Linked DNA regions of Ostrinia nubilalis: region 1 is linked to region 2. A link is a contact called in public Hi-C data. All regions are on one chromosome and are shown on one strand. The core of a region is the stretch at or near the end of the contact, and the rest is flanking DNA. Distances in the headings are between cores, read along the strand shown.

Region 1 (4,716 bases), core at 512-3,011, 200 kb after region 2:
GGCCAGAAGCTGAGTACGCCCATGAATGATCCTCAAAAATCCTACTTGAATTGCTAAAATCGGAAAAAGGCTTATCCCCGTTTTCACCATCAATCCTTCATCAATTTTTAGGCATAAATTACTTAAATTTAAGCTATTCCGAGTTCAGATTCTGAAAACCATTGCATTTATAGCTTTTAATAATATTGTTTCTTTGTTTAACCTTGTCGATTTCAAGTTTATCTGTTCATTCAGTCGCTGTATTACAGTTACGACTTGTTTACATAATTTTATCTATTTCCATATTGCTATTATCTTTCATGAAGTACCTACCTACCTTTATGTAAGTAAACACTGCAGCTATAATGTAAATAAACTTGTATTATGTATATTCAAGGTTATGTGCTATCTATTAGTTGTTACTGTTTACCTTTTAAGTAATTGATTTGTTAATACTTAGATGATTAACAATTTTGTTGAGGAAAAAGCATTCGTATTCATATTCATTTATTGCACCTTATTGTTATAACATAGGTGTTAGTATGTAAACATTTTAATCCCTGTATGGAGGTACTGTAATTTCTTTGCCAATTTATTGTGGAACGTTGTTCGATTCCTCGTCTTTAGTTTTATTATCATCGCCGAACATGTCTGAGGTCAGGGTCAGGCGCATCACACTGTTCTCTGTTCCGTAGATGATCTGCTTGTCCCCCTCGAAAGCAAACCCATAGATGTCGGGAAACGCAGCGAACTTCTGCACAGCATTCCCGTTAACCTGGTAAATAGCATCCGATGTCGAGAAGTACAAGTCACCGTTGACGTCAGTGTTGAAACCATTCACATTGTACGAGCCCAGCTCGTAGACCCGCCCCTCCGAAGTCCGCCTCAGGTCCCCATCCAAAGAGTAAACTATACTATCATCCTTTTCCAGGGCCACCAGCGTTGCCTTTACGTCCATCAGTTCCGGCACGAGTCTAAGCCTCTCATTTTTGTAAACGAACGCTTTCTGGTCAGGATAGGTGGTGAAATAGAGGCCGTTTTTGTAAAACATCTGCCAGATGTTGCTTTCCGTGATGTTCAAGTTTGTGGCTGTTTTGGTACGGTAATCGAATTTGTGGACACCTGTGTCGCCACCGATGTAAACAATTTTTTGTTGGGTGTCGTAAGCGTTGGCGAAGCCATTGTGGACGCCGGGGATGGTGCCTGAAGTGCCGTCTTTTAAGTTAACGTAAGCAGAGCGGAAGACGTTGTCATCTCCTTCGCGCCGGTGTTGTTCGTAGACGGAGTAGCTGAAGAACAAGGTGTTGGTGTCGCGGTCGATGTCCAGCTGGTAGGGCTTCGCGACGTCTTTCATCAGCACAGTCCCGGCGTTAGCTGGGACTCGGTAATACCCGCCGTGCAACTTACTCGTAACTCCATAGCCACTAACCAAGGCAGCACTCGCCAACAAAACTACTAAATTCATCTGCATCATCTGCAAGGAAGATAACGTGCCTAAGTGAGTACATTTATAAACAAAATAAAAAATAAAAGATTTAATAAAGACAGAAACAATATGGACCTAACCACCTACCTTACATAATTATGGTAATGCAATAAATTTATTGAATATTAAAACACAGTGCAAGTACTAACCTTTCACGCTGCAGATTCCACTCGTAACTATCGTCGAAACTCAGAAGTTTTATAATGTGTTTGCTATCTGCATAGCAAAGGTGAAGGAATATTATCGATAGGGTAAACTGACCGGTGACAGGTTTAGTTGATGCAAACTAACTGAATAAATTATAAATTAGCCAATTGACCCATTAAGTACTGACATTAAAACAGTCACGGCACGGAGCCATTAGAAGCAGGGCACACGTTGCTTCAGTTACCACAAGTGTAGAAGAAGGGATCAAGATCCAGACTGACTACCTACTTGTGCTTGATTCCAATAAATAGTAAGCGGATAACTAACATTTACAATAAACAATAGTAACTGGTCAATATAAACTGGTCATATTAAAAGGGCACGCGGGAAGAACCTACACTATTCGTTTACGTCATTTCAATGGTGACTAGATCCGATTCCAAGAGTGTAACAGTAACAGCTACTCTGATGTATTTTAATCTATTTAATCTTTCCGCAGATAGGTACGATACCTACCTACTTACCTACTTGCATTAAAATTTTCAAAAATTCTTCCCCTCTCTAACATTATACTGTAGTGTGCCCGTTAGGGTTCAAAATTGTATTTAAACAATAATGCCATACAACCTCTGTAACATTAGGGATGCAAAAACGAGATACTTACAGCAAGTAGGTACCAAAATCAAATTATCTTTTTTCGAAATAAGGTTACTACTACCCGTTCAAATTGAAATTCGGATATTATGTTTAATCTAGTAGAAGATCATAACTTCTTAATTACGTACCATTACCTCAAAAGTAATTAAAAAATAATAAACAAAATACCTATCGTAGAATATTTGTTGTTGATGATTTGTTTTGACTAGGTGTTAGATACCAGGTATGTTGACGATATTAAGGAAAATAAAATAAGTAGGTACCTAATAACTTGATGATTCATCGGTCGATAGACTAAAAGTAAATGTTATTTTGATGTTGTTATTTACTGACTAAACAATGTGACATTTACCAAATGAAATAATAAAGTACAGTTAAGATAAAAAGTAGCCAAGGAGGCAGTTTTATTTAGACGCGACCATAATGGTAGACCGACGACCTGATAAAGGTAGCAGGAAGGCGCTGGATGCAACCGTGCGATGTGGAAGTCATTGGGGGAGGCCTATGATCAGCAGTGGACGTCCTATGGCTGACATGATGATGATGATGATGAATAATGGTGGCGGTTTTGAACTCTGATCGAGATCCGAGGAACGCAGTTTCGAACCCCATTGCCGCTGGACTATCGAGGAGAAATCCATTCTCGTAACACTTAAGCATATTGACTTACCACCAGGGGTTAACGGGACTATTTGGACAGTTAAATTAGAAAGTACATATTGATTAAGTACCTCTTAGTGCAAATAGTTAACATTCTGATGGGTGGCCTTCTTGACGGCAGATATCGATCCCGTGTTAAGTATGAATGCAGCCATACCTACCTACTTTTGAAAAACAATCAGGTACCTGCCTAAGTGTTTGAGATAATTAAGTACTTAAATTCCACTCTAGGTTTCACCATGATTTCCACCTTTGCGTAACTTTTTGAGAGAAAAAAAAATTGGTAAGGCCAGGTAATTTAGAACTTACTAGGTACTTTGTAACTAATTAGTTTATTGCGCTTTTCTTAGGTTTGTAGGTAGGTAACATAAAAACTGTATGTTTTTTTAAAAACTAGTTAAAATAGTAGGTAGGTACGTCATGTGCTTAATGATGATTGAGGGTCTACTATATTGACGAAGTTAGAGATCTACTTCGTTTGCTTATTTTGCATAACTCTGCACTAGCCCGCCGATGTTTCCGAACCGCATGCCTCCGTCGACCTCCACCACGGTGCCGGTGACGAGCGCGCTGAGCTCGTCGCTGGCCAGGTGCGCCACCATCTTGGCGATGTCCTCTCCCGAGCACACGCGCCCCAGCGGGATGGAGCCCGAGGCGTTCTTCAGCCAGTCCTGGTACTGCTTCTCGTTGTAGTCCGTTAGTCGCTGCACGAACTTGCTCACCTGGGGTTGTAATGAAAAATAAGAGACTGTTGTTGTTGTTGTTTCAGCCGAAAGACGTCCACTGCTGGACAAAGGCCTCCCCCAAGGATTTCCACAAAGACGGGTCCTGCGCCGCTCGCATCCAGGCACCTCCCGCGACCCTCACCAGATCGTCGGTCCACCTAGATTGTCTTGATTAGCCTTCTTAAGGCTGATCTAGACAAAATAACCCGATATTTTTTAAAGGGGCGGCAACAATTCAATGTTCCCTGTTCAATGCCCGCGTAAGTACGTAACTTAGATCAGTAATGAAGGGGGTATTAAGTAGTGGGTTAAAGTACTCACAGTGACGCCGGGGCTAACGGTGTTGACGCGCACGCGCAGTGGTGCCAGTTCTAGAGCGATGAGTTTCGAAAAGTGGTCCAGCGCCGCCTGCAAGCGAACTTGACTTTGTTGCACTTTCTCATAAAGCCTTAAAATTATTGTGGTTCAGCTTTTGATTTTGAACTCCTAGTCACGGTATCGACTAGGAAACACTCTTACCAACATAAACGGATATCTATGTTTGTGCAGGGATTCAACCCGCAACCACTAGTAAATCCTGTTCGCGAACTACTAAGCTAGGCGATGGCGATCAGTTTTGAGCCCATGCCTGGGGAAAATACCAAAGACGCGGATTACCTTGGACATGGGGTAGGGCAAGCTGCCCACCGTCACGCAGGTGCCGGCGATGCTGGAGATGTTGACGATGTTGCCTTTGCTCTTGATGAGAGCAGGCACGAGCTGACGCGTGAGGTTGTACACGCCGCGCACGTTCGTATTGAACACGCGGTCAAAAGTTTCCATGTCGGCGTTCTGGATGCACGTACGTGCACCCACGCCCGCGTTGTTTATCAGCACATCCAGCCTGAAACATACATGCATAGATAAACCTTTATACAACAACAACAAGTACACAACAGCTAAGTAATCATCTTAACCTAAACACTAGGAAGGTTTGCTCTTTTGTTACTTTGGTCGAAACGACTTAATGATGGCTGATGCGGGATTCCAGCAAGAAACCGTCCGCTATTGTTCATTCTTTCC
Region 2 (4,910 bases), core at 1,034-3,533:
TTTGTTGCAGATTTCAACCAAGCAGTTGATGGTGCGTTAGTGACTTGCAATGGCTGATTGGCGACATTAACAAGGTATACTTAATTTAATATGTAGTGGAAATCGTCCTACCTACTTACTTATTTTTGTCTTCTTTGCGTTGCTTTTGTATACCTAATGTGTGTGTATGTTGAGGTTAACTTTTGAAAATAAGCTTGGGGTCAACATTTATTGATTGAAACTAAAATATTCACGTTAGAAAAATAAATTTACAGTAGGAAAGGGACGTCTAATCCAAAATTTTAAGTGATCTAATTCCTTTCAGGTTATATGCTATGGCTTCTTGACTGAGTCTAATTATTTTGTTGCAGCTTGAAAGCTGCACCATCAACAGCTTGGTTTCAATCTTGATGGTGCGTTGGTGGTGACCATGGCTGATCTTGGCTGATTGGCGAGAATAACAAGGTAAGTACCTACAAATTGTCCTGCTTACTTCTTTGTGTCTACTTTGCGTTGCTTTTATATTGTAGAATCTGTGTGTGTTATGCTTGAATTTAGCAGCTTTTGTGAAGAAGCTTGAGTAGCTTCGTATAACGAAACATTTGTTGAATCTAATATACCTATTAGCGTTAGGAAAGGGACATCCACATTCTTAACTGATCTAATTACTTGCACGTTGCATTATATTGGAGCTTTCAACCAAAGTTGTTGATAATGTGTTGGTGACAATGGCTGATTGGTGAGAGTAAAAAGGTAAGCCAATAATCCCCACTTCTTTAAATCTACAGTAGGAAAGGAACTTCCAAATTTTTAACCGATCTAATTTCTTTCATGTTACATACATGCTATAGCTTCTTCTTGTCTAATTCTAATTAATTTGTTGCAGATTTCAACGAAGCTGTTGATGGTGCGTTGGTGACGTGGCTGATTGGCGAGAAATACAAGGTAAGTACTTAATTATTTTCGTCTTTTTTGTGTTGCTTTTGTATAAATCTGTGTGTTGTGGTTAAGCTTAGATTTAGCAGCTTTTGAAAATGAGCTTGAGGCCTATTTTCGTATAACGAAACATTTTTTGAAACTAAAATATTCACGTTTGAATAATAAATCTACAGTAAGAAAGGAAGTTCCAAACCAATGTTTGTTTAATCCTTTCACGTTGCATGCATTGTATATTCTCGACTAAGTCTAATTATTTTGTTGCAGACTTCACCAAGTTGATGGTGCGTTGGTGACTGGCTGATTGGCGAGATTATCAAGGTAAGTGCCAATTATTGTCCTGCTTAGTTACTTCTGTTTGTCGTCTTTGCGTTGCTTTTATATAATGTGTGTGTGTTGTGGTTATGCTTGGATTTAGCAGCTTTTGAAAAAAGTTTGAGGCCTATTTTAGAATAACGAAACATTTATTAAAACTAAAATATTCACGTTAGAATAGAATAATAAATCTATAGTAGGAAAGGGACGTCCAAATTTTTTCTGCCATTACCAACGTACAGAAAGCCACCGTCTGGGCTCTTAACTTTGTGAAAGTACGTCATTCCTGGCCAGTACAGGCTGCGCAGGTAGGCCACACTTCCCGATTTCTCCAGGGACAGGCTCCAGCACCCGCTAGGGATGTCTTGGTCGATAGAGTCAAGGAAATCCATGCTGTAGTTGTAGTCTTGCCTCGTCAGAAGGTTGGTATTCCAACGCTGCTGTGGCTGTCTGATGTGCAAGTACGACTTCAATTGTTTGGCCTCGGCTCCTGTGAGGCCATAGAAGTTAGGGTTGATGATCACTTGGCCGTCGGGCTGCTTGATGAGCTGCCCCCGCGCGCATATCTCGGCCTCGTCACAAATGTTGCTGATGGTGGCAGCGATGCGGCTCTCCTCCTTCATTAAGCGGCATCTTTCTGGATGATTCTCCTCCAGAGATTCGTCGAGTACCTTGATTTTGAGGGAAGGGTCGCCGCGTAAGGGGAAAGTTGTTAGAAGGGACAAGATCTTGTACTTCTTCTTAGGCTTAGGGAGGAGGCCCCAGAACTTAAAGTCAGTGGTGTAGAAGTACTTGCGGTCGGCGAGGGCGTCGTTATTGATGCCGACGGCGATGTGGTAGTCGGCGTCTACCGCATACAACTGCCCCCAGTACTGGATGTGGCTGAAGTGGTTCTCAACTTGGAGCAGGGTCAAAGAGTTCTGGAGCAGCGATATCAGCTCGCTGGTCAGCATCATGCCGTTTACGTTCACGTACTCTCTGTATTCCCACAATTTGTGCACATTCATTATTAGGAAGAAAATTACGTAATCTTTTTTCAGTAAAATAAACACGGTTGTTTTCAAAATTGACAAGTGACAATTTACTTTTATTGAGGTCCTTGCATTTCAAACGTGCAAAGAGATATTTTATAATCATTAATTTTGTCTATGTAGGTATGTATTATCAATTAATTATTATTTTAATTATAAAGGCACTGGGCCTCTATCAGAAGGAACTCTAGGGGTGGAATCTCCATTGGCGTGGGTTAACGGGCAAGGAGATAATATCTTGGATGGTTGACAATCACTTTTCCTACAATTTAACGTTCCACCAAACTCAACACGCTTTTCAAAGATAACCTCGCAGCCGCCTGCTCACACTTGACATGACACAACTGATTGACAGTTATCTTTTTCTGCGCATCAGTCGGGTGTTACGTTTAGGAATCACAAACCTTCCGCTCTACAGATTTACAGATAACATAATATTAAGATTGGTACTATTAATCATCAATAATAATTTGCAGCATCTGTGTCCGGCGCCGACAAATAAATATCCTTACACACAATATCTTTACCAAATTTCATCAAAAATAAGGCGTGAAAGCGTAACATACAGACAGTGCAGGTATTACTTTCGCATTTTTAATATCATTATACCCGCAAAAAATCAAAATTGTGTAGATTTTACGAGACGTATTCATGATTTACAGGCAACCAATTTGCCCAAGGATATTCCTCATGTGCAAAAAATCCGCAGGGGCTCTCGGTAAACGGAGCTTCGGTCTCGTGTGACAATTACCGACATCAAATATTTGCTGGCCCTCTGTCGGTCGTAATTCGTAACTTGACCGCTGACATATCCAGCGTAAGTTGACCTCTACTATCTAAGGCTTCATACGACGCTTTGGCTTGGGCTACGCTGGTTATTTCGCCTACAACTAGACACGCAATTTGCTTATTTTCCCAGATTACGACTGATCGGGTTGCTTGTTTGCAGACTCGTGGGTGATATTTGGAAGAAAATATTGCGGGTTCAGATGTGTAAAAATAGGGTATCGGATGCCTAGGTGTGGTGAGCGAATGAGGGTATTTTATGGGCCATTATTGACGTACTGGATGAGACGAACGAAGGAATAAGTACCTACATACGAAGGACTAACATTTTGTTGTCTGTATTTTTTTTTTGTATATTTTTATTGAAAATTAATAAGTAGGCAAAGTTACTAACTTTCTAACTTTAAGTTAGACCAAGTTTTAGAAAAATCTTTATTGAAATGTTCTTACTACTCGACACAAGATGTCGCTTGACAAAAAAGCACACTTACTATTTTGTTTTTTTTTTTAATTGCGCCCTATTTGATTATTAAATAAGTTATAAAATTTTACACATAATATAAATTTTAAAATTGTGTATTTACACGTTGTATTTTTAATAAAATTTAGACTTAAATTCAGTAGTTTGATCAAGCCGCTCACCGCTAGATGGCGTTAGCTGTTCCAAAATTACACAAATTGCAATAATCATCATCAGTATGCTATTCTTTTTATGTAAAATCTCAATTAAAATTAATTAGATTGTATTAAGCAATGTTTCTTTATATTTGTGGTTGCAGTTAATAACCCGTTAGACCAATTACAATATGTCTCTTAGAGTCGTTTTAAAATTTTAGTTTGCAGTAGATTTACAGCATTTCATTTCATCTAACATTTAAGCAACACATCATTACATTTATTTGCTTTTTCTTATTTTTTATCATCATACCTACTTTATTTATATTATTCTTTATGTAGCCAACATTGATTTTGCCCACACACCAATAGACACGCACGAATGTTTTATAATCGCGATTATATGCAAATCTATTGAGTTTTTATCATATTTTGAGGGTAGGTGCGTGATTCTAAACAATGAAGTGTGTGATCGAGTGTCGGCGATCTATAGACAAAACATGTCCGTTAGACAAAGCGCGAACACGTGCGACAATTAGCCACTTGTCTTTAATGCAGGGGTGTGTAACTATCGGCTTTAGATTAGAATAAAAATATACTCTTTTAATTTAAAAAGATATGAAAGTTCTCAAAGTAAAGAAACTTAGTTTTTCTTTGTTTCATAGTGGTCTTGCGCTGCTTTTTCTCAGCACTGGCCCATTTATTATCCCGAAGCAGTGGTAGGGTTACTTAATACTGTGTAAAAGTTTTTTAAAAGCCTACTTGCAAAAATAAAGTGAGTTTTATGAGTTTTTATGAGTTATTAGCACACCGGTTCACTTATTTGTAAAAACGGAATTCGAATCCGCGACCTCGTACTTTACTTACTTTGGACACCGTCTATGCTTTTTGGTGGGTACATACGAAATCCTCTAATAGAATTAATTTCTTTATGCCATGAAACTAGCAATGTGTACTGAAATATCCAGGTGGTGATCGGCTGGTATGGGGAAATTCGGGAATAAAATAATACCTACCTTGTTATGGGAACTTACGTGAATTTATAGTCTTAAATTTTGGTTAAAAACTATATTTTCTAAAAGCCATTAAAATTCATTCATATGATTGACACAAGAGCTTTTTAAAAACAATTATTAAGCTACTGTTGCCAACGTATTCTTCGAAAATGTTGTTAACCCCTAAGTGCGCGACGGAGCGCGATTCGGCACGCGCTGGGGAGGCACACGTCAAACCTCTCGTCCTCCCTCC

The links. Hi-C and Micro-C count contacts between places; a contact is called where the count stands out from the background.
Region 1: a Hi-C map of whole body shows a contact between it and region 2, with 9 times the contacts expected there. The contact joins the promoter of LOC135073013 here to the promoter of LOC135072734 in region 2. A contact is called at or near these places in 4 of 5 Hi-C or Micro-C datasets (whole body and whole larva).

Annotation. Positions count from the first base shown.
Region 1 is chr6:17,901,515-17,906,230 of ilOstNubi1.1, forward strand. It overlaps LOC135073013 (ommochrome-binding protein-like), which reads right to left and starts at 1,762. Exons shown (of 2, transcript XM_063967010.1): 1 at 1,615-1,762; 2 at 569-1,453. The coding sequence starts at 1,453. The coding sequence ends at 572. It overlaps LOC135072756 (3-oxoacyl-[acyl-carrier-protein] reductase FabG-like), which reads right to left. Exons shown (of 4, transcript XM_063966794.1): 2 at 4,312-4,537; 3 at 3,976-4,062; 4 at 3,243-3,651. The coding sequence ends at 3,412.
Region 2 is chr6:17,699,034-17,703,943 of ilOstNubi1.1, forward strand. LOC135072734 (radial spoke head protein 9 homolog) reads right to left here and starts at 2,284. Exons shown (of 1, transcript XM_063966762.1): 1 at 1,409-2,284. The coding sequence starts at 2,237. The coding sequence ends at 1,422.